3 separate regions of the Mus musculus genome follow, and all the other regions are linked to region 3. Evidence: chromatin contacts called from public HiChIP or PLAC-seq data. All regions are on one chromosome and are shown on one strand. Each heading gives the region's core, a stretch centred on a gene start, on an enhancer-like site or on the middle of the called end of the contact. The rest is flanking DNA. Distances are from core to core; before and after follow the strand shown. Region 1 has its middle 14 kb from the start of Krt32. Region 2 has its middle 5.3 kb from the start of Krt31. Region 3 has its middle 14 kb from the start of Krt14.

Region 1 (2,952 bases), core at 194-2,693, 150 kb after region 3:
CACCTTCAGCAAGAGGGGGCAGTATCAGAAAATTCAAATGCAGGTACCCTGTCTTTTATAAGCAAGGAGGCTATATCTGCTGAAGAGTTGTTTCCCATGTAGTGCTGGGGCTAGGGATTGCAGTATTGCATCTGTTCACTCAGTGGGTGGACATAAGCTCATGGCTGGGCATTTGGCTCTTGTAACTCATCTGCAAACTATATTTTCTAGGATCATGGCTCTTGGTGTCACAAGAGTCCCTCTTCTGTGAAGACTCTTTTTCTACTCCAGATAGCTTTGGGCAAGCAGCCACCCCAGAACTCTACCCATTGGTTGTCCAACCTTCAGTACTGGCACCTACTTCAAAGACAGATACTGATGGAATAACCCTTGCCCCAAACCTGTGGACTCTCTCAGTAAAAGCTGACATCTCAGTTCCTGGCCAGAGAAGAACAAAGAAAGAAGATTGCTGTTCAGAGAGCTGCTGGCTGCTCATCTGCCTCTGCCACCACAGGTCCAGAGTGTGTCGCCCTGTGCCAGAGGGTAGAGGCCCATACAAAGAGCTGGTCCAGGTGTTGGAGGATGAGTCTGGCATGGAGGCTCAGCAGGGGTCTCTGGGGGAGTAACTCTGTGCTTGGAAAGTGGTAGTACTAATGGTGGAACATTTACAGGGATGCCCCCTCCTTTAATGGCACAAAGCCCCCAAGTTAGCCTGTTCAGCAATTCTGAATGGAATGCTCTAGGACCAGAAAAGAAAAGCCTAATCTTTCCTATCTGGACACCAGGCCTTGGGGACTGCTAATTTCTAGGACTGGATCTAGGGAGAACAACTCATATAGCACTAGTAAAGAGCATAGAGGGCCCCAGGTTCCCTGTCACTGGGTGTGGGGGTGTAGTGCTTCTGGGGACACCTAATGAGAACCAGCAAAAGGGGTTCTACAGTTCAAGAGTCCGGCTGAGGTGGCTCCCAGACTGTGCAGGAGTCCTCTAGGCCTAAACCTATCTCTTGGTTCTGGGAGAACTTGATTCTGAGATCTTCTCTTCCCAGCCCCTAATCCCCTTTGCATGCAGGGTTCTGTATTCACCCTGCAAGGCATAGGAGCTCCATTCTTGATGATAACTTCCCAGATGTCTGTACCAAAGAAGAGTTAAGGTGAAATGTGCTTCCTCCCACTCTGAGAATGTCTGTTTCCTGCACGTGATTGACATGCCAAATGAGTCTCTATGTACCACAGGTGTGTGGCCTACCCACCCAGACCTCAATCATGCATCCACATCAACCCTGTAATCCTGGTATTCATGTAGAAGAACCCACCCCACAGAAGGGGGAGGGCAGTTCTTTGCTGAGCCCCAATATCTGGGCTCTAGTCCAGACTTCTCAAGGGTGTGGAGAAGACCTTGTAAGCAAACACATTACTAATTCCCCCTTGGAGTATTGCTATTTATACCAGTGAAATAAGTAGGCACTGTCTAAAGACAAATGAGTAATGGGAAAGTTTAGTTCTCAGGATTGCTGAAGAGGCCTGGCAACCCTTTGCTGTTCATGAACAAAGCAAATCCCATTAGCAAATCTCACTCTGTGAGATGTGAAGTCTCTCCAGGATCTCAAAAGGCAGATTGTATAATCCTCTTTTGCCACAGAGAAAAGGAGAATCCTGTGACTTAACTGAAACCTGTGAGGAGGCCCGAGCCTGCATGCCTGTCTCCGAAGGGTTGCTCTTCACTCCAGCGTCTTTTCTCACACTCCTTTCTCAGACCTCCAAGTCACCACTTCCCAGCCTCCACTAAAGTCAGAACCATCTAGAGAGCTGATATCTGGACTTTACTTGCCAGGATACTGATGCTGTTGGCCTGAAAGTGACTGGGAACAGACTCTCTAGTCATTGACCAGGGTCTGGTCTATTGCAACTCCCATGCTTAGAAGCTGTTTGCATTGGGTTTAGAAGACATTATGTCTGTTCCAGATGTTTCTCACCCCTGTATGTACAACTGTTCCCTGTGCTCTAAGAAGTCAGCCCATCTTACCACGAGTCACAGGTTCCTGGGACACTTGTGCAAACCCTGTCTGTTGGTCCTGACCTGATATAGTAGGTTCAGGCTGGGACCTGAAAATGGGTATTTCTAAGAAGTTCCCAGGCAATGCTGTTGCTAATGGCTAGAAAACTGAGCATTGGCAACAATTCCCTGGAGGATGACAAAACCTGCTTACACAGGAGTTCAGACACAGGTCTTTCCCACTAAAGTCCGGAAGCGGACCTACATTTGTATTGTGTTCCTTCTCTATATTGGCTTCCTCCTCCTAATGATTCCTAGTGGTCTCACATGGAGCCATATCTTTCTGGGGTCCGTGGCAGCACCAGAAAGTGCAGGGGTTGGCTCAGGAGAGGAGCACACATCTCTGAAAGAGAATGATTGCCAGGGTTGCGCAAGCTGCTTTCACCCTTTCCGGGGCCTACCTGATTCCTTCAGACTCACAGTCCAGCGTGGCCCTGGGGGCTCTAGGAAAGCATCTTGGGACTGGTGAGAGGAAGCTATATGTGCACCATGGCCACACTTCTTTCTTCTTTTTCAAGGGTAGGTCTATAGCATACATTACCCGTTGTGAATTTGTAGAATAAACTGATGCGTTAAAAAAAAATCCACTGTCACACATTTGGAAAGCAGGGCCAAGGTGAGTGTGGGAGCTACCTCTTATTGCCTCCCAAGAGATGATTTTATGCATCTCTTTCCAACTCCTCACTCAGAGACACATTACTGGCTTCACTATAGTGGAATATTTATACCACACAAATGGCACACCAAATAAATTAGCATTGATTGCCCTTTCTTTTCTGAAGAGTGAATTCATAAGCACATCTCTGTTTGGGTATTTATCTTTTTTCACATTGCTAAGAATGTGAGATGTCGATTCATTGGCTTAACACGCAAGTGTCTTTTCTTGACCACATTGTATTTATCACCAGTGTATTAAAC
Region 2 (2,700 bases), core at 93-2,592, 170 kb after region 3:
AACTGTGGTTCTCCGGCCAGCAGCACCAGCATCGGCAAGGGCCCGTTGGATGTGCGTAATTTGGAGCCTTTCCTCAAACTTTCTGAATCAGAAGTCTGCTGTTATCAAGGCTTTCAGGTGATTCTGATAGATATTCAAGTTGGAGGGTATCTATCAGAATAGAGGTCTGGGCAAGGTGTACATTTAGGGAATAAGCCCCTGTTTGGCCAGACACTATAGAGGGTTTGGTCTTGTTTTCTTGATGCATCCAACCCATGGTTGAGGAGTGCTCTGTGCCATGGAGACAGTATCTCTTGTGCATCCAGAAACTCTTAAAGTGTGAAATGATGGTGCCTGCTGAGTCTCACACACTGTAAGTCTGGAGTGGTCCAGATGTACCGGTCCACTCGAGCTCCCTAAGAAGTTCCACTCGTGAGTGTATTTTTCTGGCAGCTGCCTTGGCCTAGGACCCCAAGGAAACTGGCACATAATCTGGATATTCCATACAAGGCTGAAGTGGCCAAGAACAAACAGGTCTCCAGAATTCAACATCATAGCTGACCAAAGATGAGAAGCATCTCTGGAGCTATTTAAAAGGATGTTTTATAACCTCCAAGGAGGGCATTCAGGTATTTGATGGGGCTGGGTGTGAGGTGATGGAGGCAGTCAGTCTTCTGGCTCCTACCCTCTCTGAACCCTGCTTCCTGGTTCTTACTCACCAGCGAAACCACAAGTGCTTGAGCAGGCTTTGCTCCCCACCCTCCTGCTCTGTAAACGCTACAAATTACAGTAGCTGGCTGCGAAGCCTGCAAGGACAGCTGGCGGTGGTTTAATCCAGCCCCTATCCTGGTAGGGAGCTTGGGTACAGAAGTGGCCATAGTCTCAAGCTCCAATGGTAAAGGGAGAGCAAGTGAGAATGTGGCTGCTCTGCCTGTAATTATTCTCAACCTTAGACTCCTCTTGTCCACTGGCAACTGTCCACGTGGGCTCTGATTTGGTTGTGAGGACTTGAGACGTTTCCCATGGGATGCTCAGGGAAGGTCAGAGGCTGTCACACTCTCCTCTTCATGGTACCTCTGCTCTTTTCTCTAAACTGTGGAGTGTGGCACAGGTAACCCATGCCCGAGGCTCTCACCAACGGTAGTCATAATAAGAAAGCACAATCTTGATTGGCCCTACTGGAGCAAGTACCTGGCCCAACCAGCCTCACTCCTCCACTGTGCTTAAATAGCTTCTTTTATCCAACAAGTTCAAAGCTGCCTGACAAAATAAACCATCTTACTCTTGCACCACGACAGAGTAAGTGAGCATCAATCTTTCCATTTAAGGAAGAGGGAGGGAGGGTGAGTCACACAGTGGTTGAGGGATTCTTTTGGTGGCACAGAGTGAGTCAGTGAGGCCTCAGGGGGATTGACCTGTGCTTCCAAGGTTCATATCCAATGCCACTGTCACTTACAATGAGACAATTAGGTGTGAGGAGGTTGCATGCCAAGTGGTTTGGCTTCCTGGGAAGAAATGCTGGGTCCAGGGGTTACTATACCTGGAGTAGTGTGTGTGTGTGTGTGTGTGTGTGTAGATTCCCTGGAAACACAACATCTTCTCATTACCAGCACTGGAATCCTGATCATGATGATGAATTATTCTTTTCCTCCTCCTCCACGTCAGCAGACAGATGTATTGAAAACTTATTACAAATTAAACACTGATCTAAATTGTAGATAAGTCTATATACATAAGCCCACTTAATCCTTACAGTAGTCTCACAAAGTCAATATCGCCATTTTCCACTTTGAAGATAAGGCTCCAAGGCCCCAAGAGAGTAACTAACACATTAAAGATCACATGGTTGTTGAATGAAGAATACAAGATTCAGACCCAGATCAGTCTGCCTCTAAAACCTGCGCTCTAACCACTGTGTTTTCCGAAGCCAGGTCTCAGACTTCATCAGTGGGATGAACAGAACCATGACTATTGTTTTGTTCTTTTCCTTAGAGCAGTGGTTCTCAACCTTCCTAACGCTGTGACCCCTTAATACAGTTCCTCATGTGGTGCTGACCCCACAACCATAAAATTATTTTCTTTGCGACTTCATAACTGTAATTTTGCTGTTGTTTGTGAGCCATCTGTGTTTTCCGATGGTCTTAGGTGACCCTTGAGAAAGGCTCACTTGACCCCCAAAGGGGTTGTAACCCACAGGTTGAGAGCCACTGCACGGGAAGAAAGGAAGATGCTGCTGTTATAGGAATCGTTCTGAGTTGAGGACATTAAGGTATCCTTCATAGTCTCTCCAAGTATCTCCAAGTACAATTTTAATGCCTAGGATTTGATGAAGAAGCTTGATCTATACTCCACCCCACCCCTGCTGCCATATCCCCAAACTACAGCATCTACCAAGGAAGAAGAGATGAGGTCTGAAGCCTTCATCTGTGTCCACTGCTTTTTACCATTTACAAAAGAGTTTCGACGATCAGTTTGAAAGGAGAGAGTCAGAGAAAGCATGGCCATCCTTGCGGAAGATCTCAGGCTGAAAGAAGAGAGGAGTCCCCTTTCCAGGTTCACAGAAGAGGGGGTAAAACTAGACACTCAAGCCTCCACACCTTTGAGGTTTGGTGTGAAGAGGGCAGTGTGGTGTGTGCCCATCAGCAGCAGGTTCACACGCTGCCTACCGCTTCCCTCTGAGGCTCTGTCTCCAGGGAATAAGGCAGAGGGTGATAGAACAGG
Region 3 (3,077 bases), core at 277-2,776:
CCAACTTTGAGCATTGTCTCGTGAGAGCTTCCTAAATGAAGTGATGCACCCATCTCTTTTAGAGATGACATCGTTCAGAGACCCTTACACAGAGACACAGACTTGTGCTGTTGAACAGCTCCTGGCCTGGTGCACATGTTTGGAATGGGATGTCAGCACACAGGGTGTGGATCCCATGTTCCCCGTGTGTGGGAGCTGTTGGAAAGAGTGGTTGGTGCTACTATGCTCAAATGGTTTGCCTCTGATCTGTGGACCCATGGGAAATTCATGAGAAAGGCTGCCCCTACACAGATAAGGAAGCTGAGGTGTGTATTTGCTGGTTTTGCTTTATTATGATAAATCACAGGATGCTATGCAACTTCACAAAGCCATTTGTTTTGGCTCATGGCTTCAGAGGCTCAGAGTCCCATTGGCTCAGCCTCTGGTGATGACCTTCTTGTAGGTAGAATCCCAAAGTGGCATAGGGCATCACTTGATAGGACACACAGGAGTGCCAGTGCTTATCTGTTTATCTTGTCTCCTCTTTTTTTTCTTCTGTAGCCACCAGGATTCAATAATGACCTTATTTTAATGGATTCACTTTGCAAAGATGCCCCACCTCCCAACACTGTAGTTGGGTTTAAGTGTCCACCTTCCTGATACCATAGAAATAACTGCAGGAGTTGGGTTCCTGCCTAAGATCCTGGGGGAGAGAGGTGTCATGAACTGTATTCAAATCACAGCAAGGCCCAAGATAATCAAGAGGGGCTGGGAGGAGTAGTATTCTTGGGGCTCAGCAGTAGGTAAAACTCCTTGAAGATCAGGGGTGGCATTTTCCTTGCCCATTGCTACATTTTGCAAACATAAAACAGTTGCCTTTTAAGGCAAAATGGGAAGGAAATTCAGTTGGTAGAGTGCTTGCGCAGTATGCCCAAAGCTCTGGGTTCTGTTCTCCAATACCACACAAATCAGGACTCCAGTGGTGGAGGCAAGAGGATTAGAAGTCCAAGGTCACCTTGGCTTTGTGATTTGAGGTCAGCCTGGAGTACAGGAGACCCTATCTCAGCAAACACACCATGCACAGACACAAATAATACCCAGCGATATTAAGACAGAAATAGTGCCTTGATTCTAGGAGCTTCTCTTAGACAAGGGACCTGACAATCTACCTGGAAATGCCTGCTGATCCAAGTCCCATATCAGCCCTGGCTGCTTCTTGAGCTTCCCGGTCAGGATGGAGAGACTCACGGTGTACCTTGTCACTTGTCCAGTTTGAACACACCCTCAGATTCCTTATGCCTGAGTTAGTGTCAAGGTTTGTGAAACACTGTTTTAGATAATTGCTAAGACAATGGCTAGTGCAAGAGTTAATGATAGCCCGCAACTCTCCCCCGCTGATGCAAATCAATTAGTGGTTAGCGTGTGAGGTTTACTTTCTTTGGGCTTTTTGTTTCCAAGAGCTATAAAAAGTTCAGTGTTTCTTCCCAGTGTCTGAGAGAAGCAATTTCTTATGCTAGACCGCCCACTACTGTGGTTTAAGCCTCTGACGCTCTCTGAAGACAAACACAGAGGAAGCAGGCGAAGCTTGGTGTTTTGTTAGTCAACCAGCTACATTAGACTTTATCTAGCAAGTATGGGCGGGCTCCTTGGGCCATGGGTGGGGCTAAGCCGAGGAGCTTTGGTTAAAAGTCTGCTCTCTCAGGCTGTCATGGAACCTTCTCAGAGGAGTTTCTGTCAGGGAGGCTCATTGTATGGGCACAGGGTAGCCTCCATGGGAGGAAGATAATGCTGTAGAAGACAAGTACTGTTTTGAGTCCTGAGGGATGGCATTCTTGACCTGGCCCTTCCTCTACTGTTATCTGGGTTGCTATGGAGACAGACATAGGTGTAGCTCTACTCCCAACAGTTGAATGTTTCTGATGGGATCTTGTGCAGATAAAGGGGTGACAGGCAGATACCAGCACTTCTGGAGACTTCCTTTCCAATTTTACCTCTTGTTGACACATCTGGCCTCAAGGGTCCTTCTTCTTCCTCCAGTTATTAAGCTGTTACACATAAAGTGGATGCCTCTCTCCTTTCCTTCATTTCTCTATGGCAAAATAGAAAATATAAGAAAAACACTTTTCTATCTCTTAGTGCTCAGAGTTTTAAGTTCCCTTAGAGTATTTTCTAGCTGCATTATACATGGTATGTGTGGAAGATAATTTTTCAAATTGCACAAGTGCTACCTTTAATGTTAAGTTTATAGAAAGGTGGTGGTGGTGGTGGTGGGGTGCTGGAGAGATGGCTCAGCAGTTAAGAGAACTGGTTACTTTTCCAGAGTTCCTGAGTTCAATCCCCAGCAACCACATGGTGGCTCACAAGCATCTATAATGGGATCTGATGCCCTCTTCTGGTCTGTGTGGAGACAGCGACAGTGTACTCACATATAATAAGTAAATAAACAAATATTTAAAAGTTAATAGAAAAAAATAAGTGCCAAAGGATGTAGGAGCCAGGAGCTGTGGCACACCCACCACCCCAGCTACTCAGGAGGCTGAGGCAGGAGGATCACTTGAGCTCTAAGTTGTTTGCTTGGTTCATTGAGTTGGTTTGATGTTTTTGCTTTCTTTTTCTTTAGAGGGGCTGAGGATTGAACTGAGAGACTCATGCATGCTGAGCAAGCACTAGATCCAGTATTTGCCTGTTTGATTGATTGTTTTTAATCGGGGACTCACCGTGTAGCCCAAACTGGCCTTCAACTCAAGATTTTCCTACCTCTGCCTCTCAAATGCTGCAGTTACAAGAACCACGATACCTGTCTTTGCAGCCTTTTTAAATTTGGAAATTGATGTGGTATTCAATAAGTAAATTCCCCCTTTCCATCTTTAGTATTTTGGGGGACAAGGTGTCATGTAGTTGAGGCTAGCCTCAGACTCTGATCTGCTGGGGATGGCCTTGAACTCCTGAACCTCCTGCTTCCATCTCTTAAGTTTTGAGATTAGAGATGTGTATCATCCCGCCTCATTAGCTAATTCTTTAGTTTTTAAAATTTTTTATTTAATTTCTTTCTCTTTTCTGTTTTCTCTTTTATGGTGTGTGTGTGTGTGTGTGTGTGT

Evidence for each region. HiChIP or PLAC-seq counts read pairs in DNA pulled down with a chosen protein or histone mark.
Region 1: a contact with region 3 is called in an HNF4G HiChIP or PLAC-seq map of pancreatic cancer cells. The contact joins two enhancer-like sites. A contact is called at or near these places in 1 of 115 datasets of contacts at active chromatin or transcription factors (pancreatic cancer cells) and 2 of 9 other capture datasets (adipose tissue and embryonic stem cells).
Region 2: a contact with region 3 is called in a FOXA1 HiChIP or PLAC-seq map of pancreatic cancer cells. The contact joins two enhancer-like sites. A contact is called at or near these places in 3 of 39 promoter capture datasets (HPC-7-derived erythroid cells and embryonic stem cells), 1 of 484 Hi-C or Micro-C datasets (nephron progenitors), 2 of 115 datasets of contacts at active chromatin or transcription factors (embryonic stem cells and pancreatic cancer cells) and 1 of 9 other capture datasets (liver).

What each region holds. Positions count from the first base shown.
Region 1 is chr11:100,072,477-100,075,428 of GRCm38.p6, reverse strand. No RefSeq gene overlaps it. Among named protein-coding and RNA genes, the nearest start is that of Krt32, 14 kb to the left of the region's middle. Within about 2 kb of position 1,443, at least 9 of the 459 cell types and tissues checked have an H3K27ac peak or open chromatin away from gene starts, as enhancers often do. A contact at or near this core is called in pancreatic cancer cells, where this site is marked.
Region 2 is chr11:100,054,508-100,057,207 of GRCm38.p6, reverse strand. No RefSeq gene overlaps it. Among named protein-coding and RNA genes, the nearest start is that of Krt31, 5.3 kb to the right of the region's middle. Within about 2 kb of position 1,342, at least 47 of the 459 cell types and tissues checked have an H3K27ac peak or open chromatin away from gene starts, as enhancers often do. A contact at or near this core is called in pancreatic cancer cells, where this site is marked.
Region 3 is chr11:100,220,375-100,223,451 of GRCm38.p6, reverse strand. No RefSeq gene overlaps it. Among named protein-coding and RNA genes, the nearest start is that of Krt14, 14 kb to the right of the region's middle. Within about 2 kb of position 1,526, at least 10 of the 459 cell types and tissues checked have an H3K27ac peak or open chromatin away from gene starts, as enhancers often do. A contact at or near this core is called in pancreatic cancer cells, where this site is marked.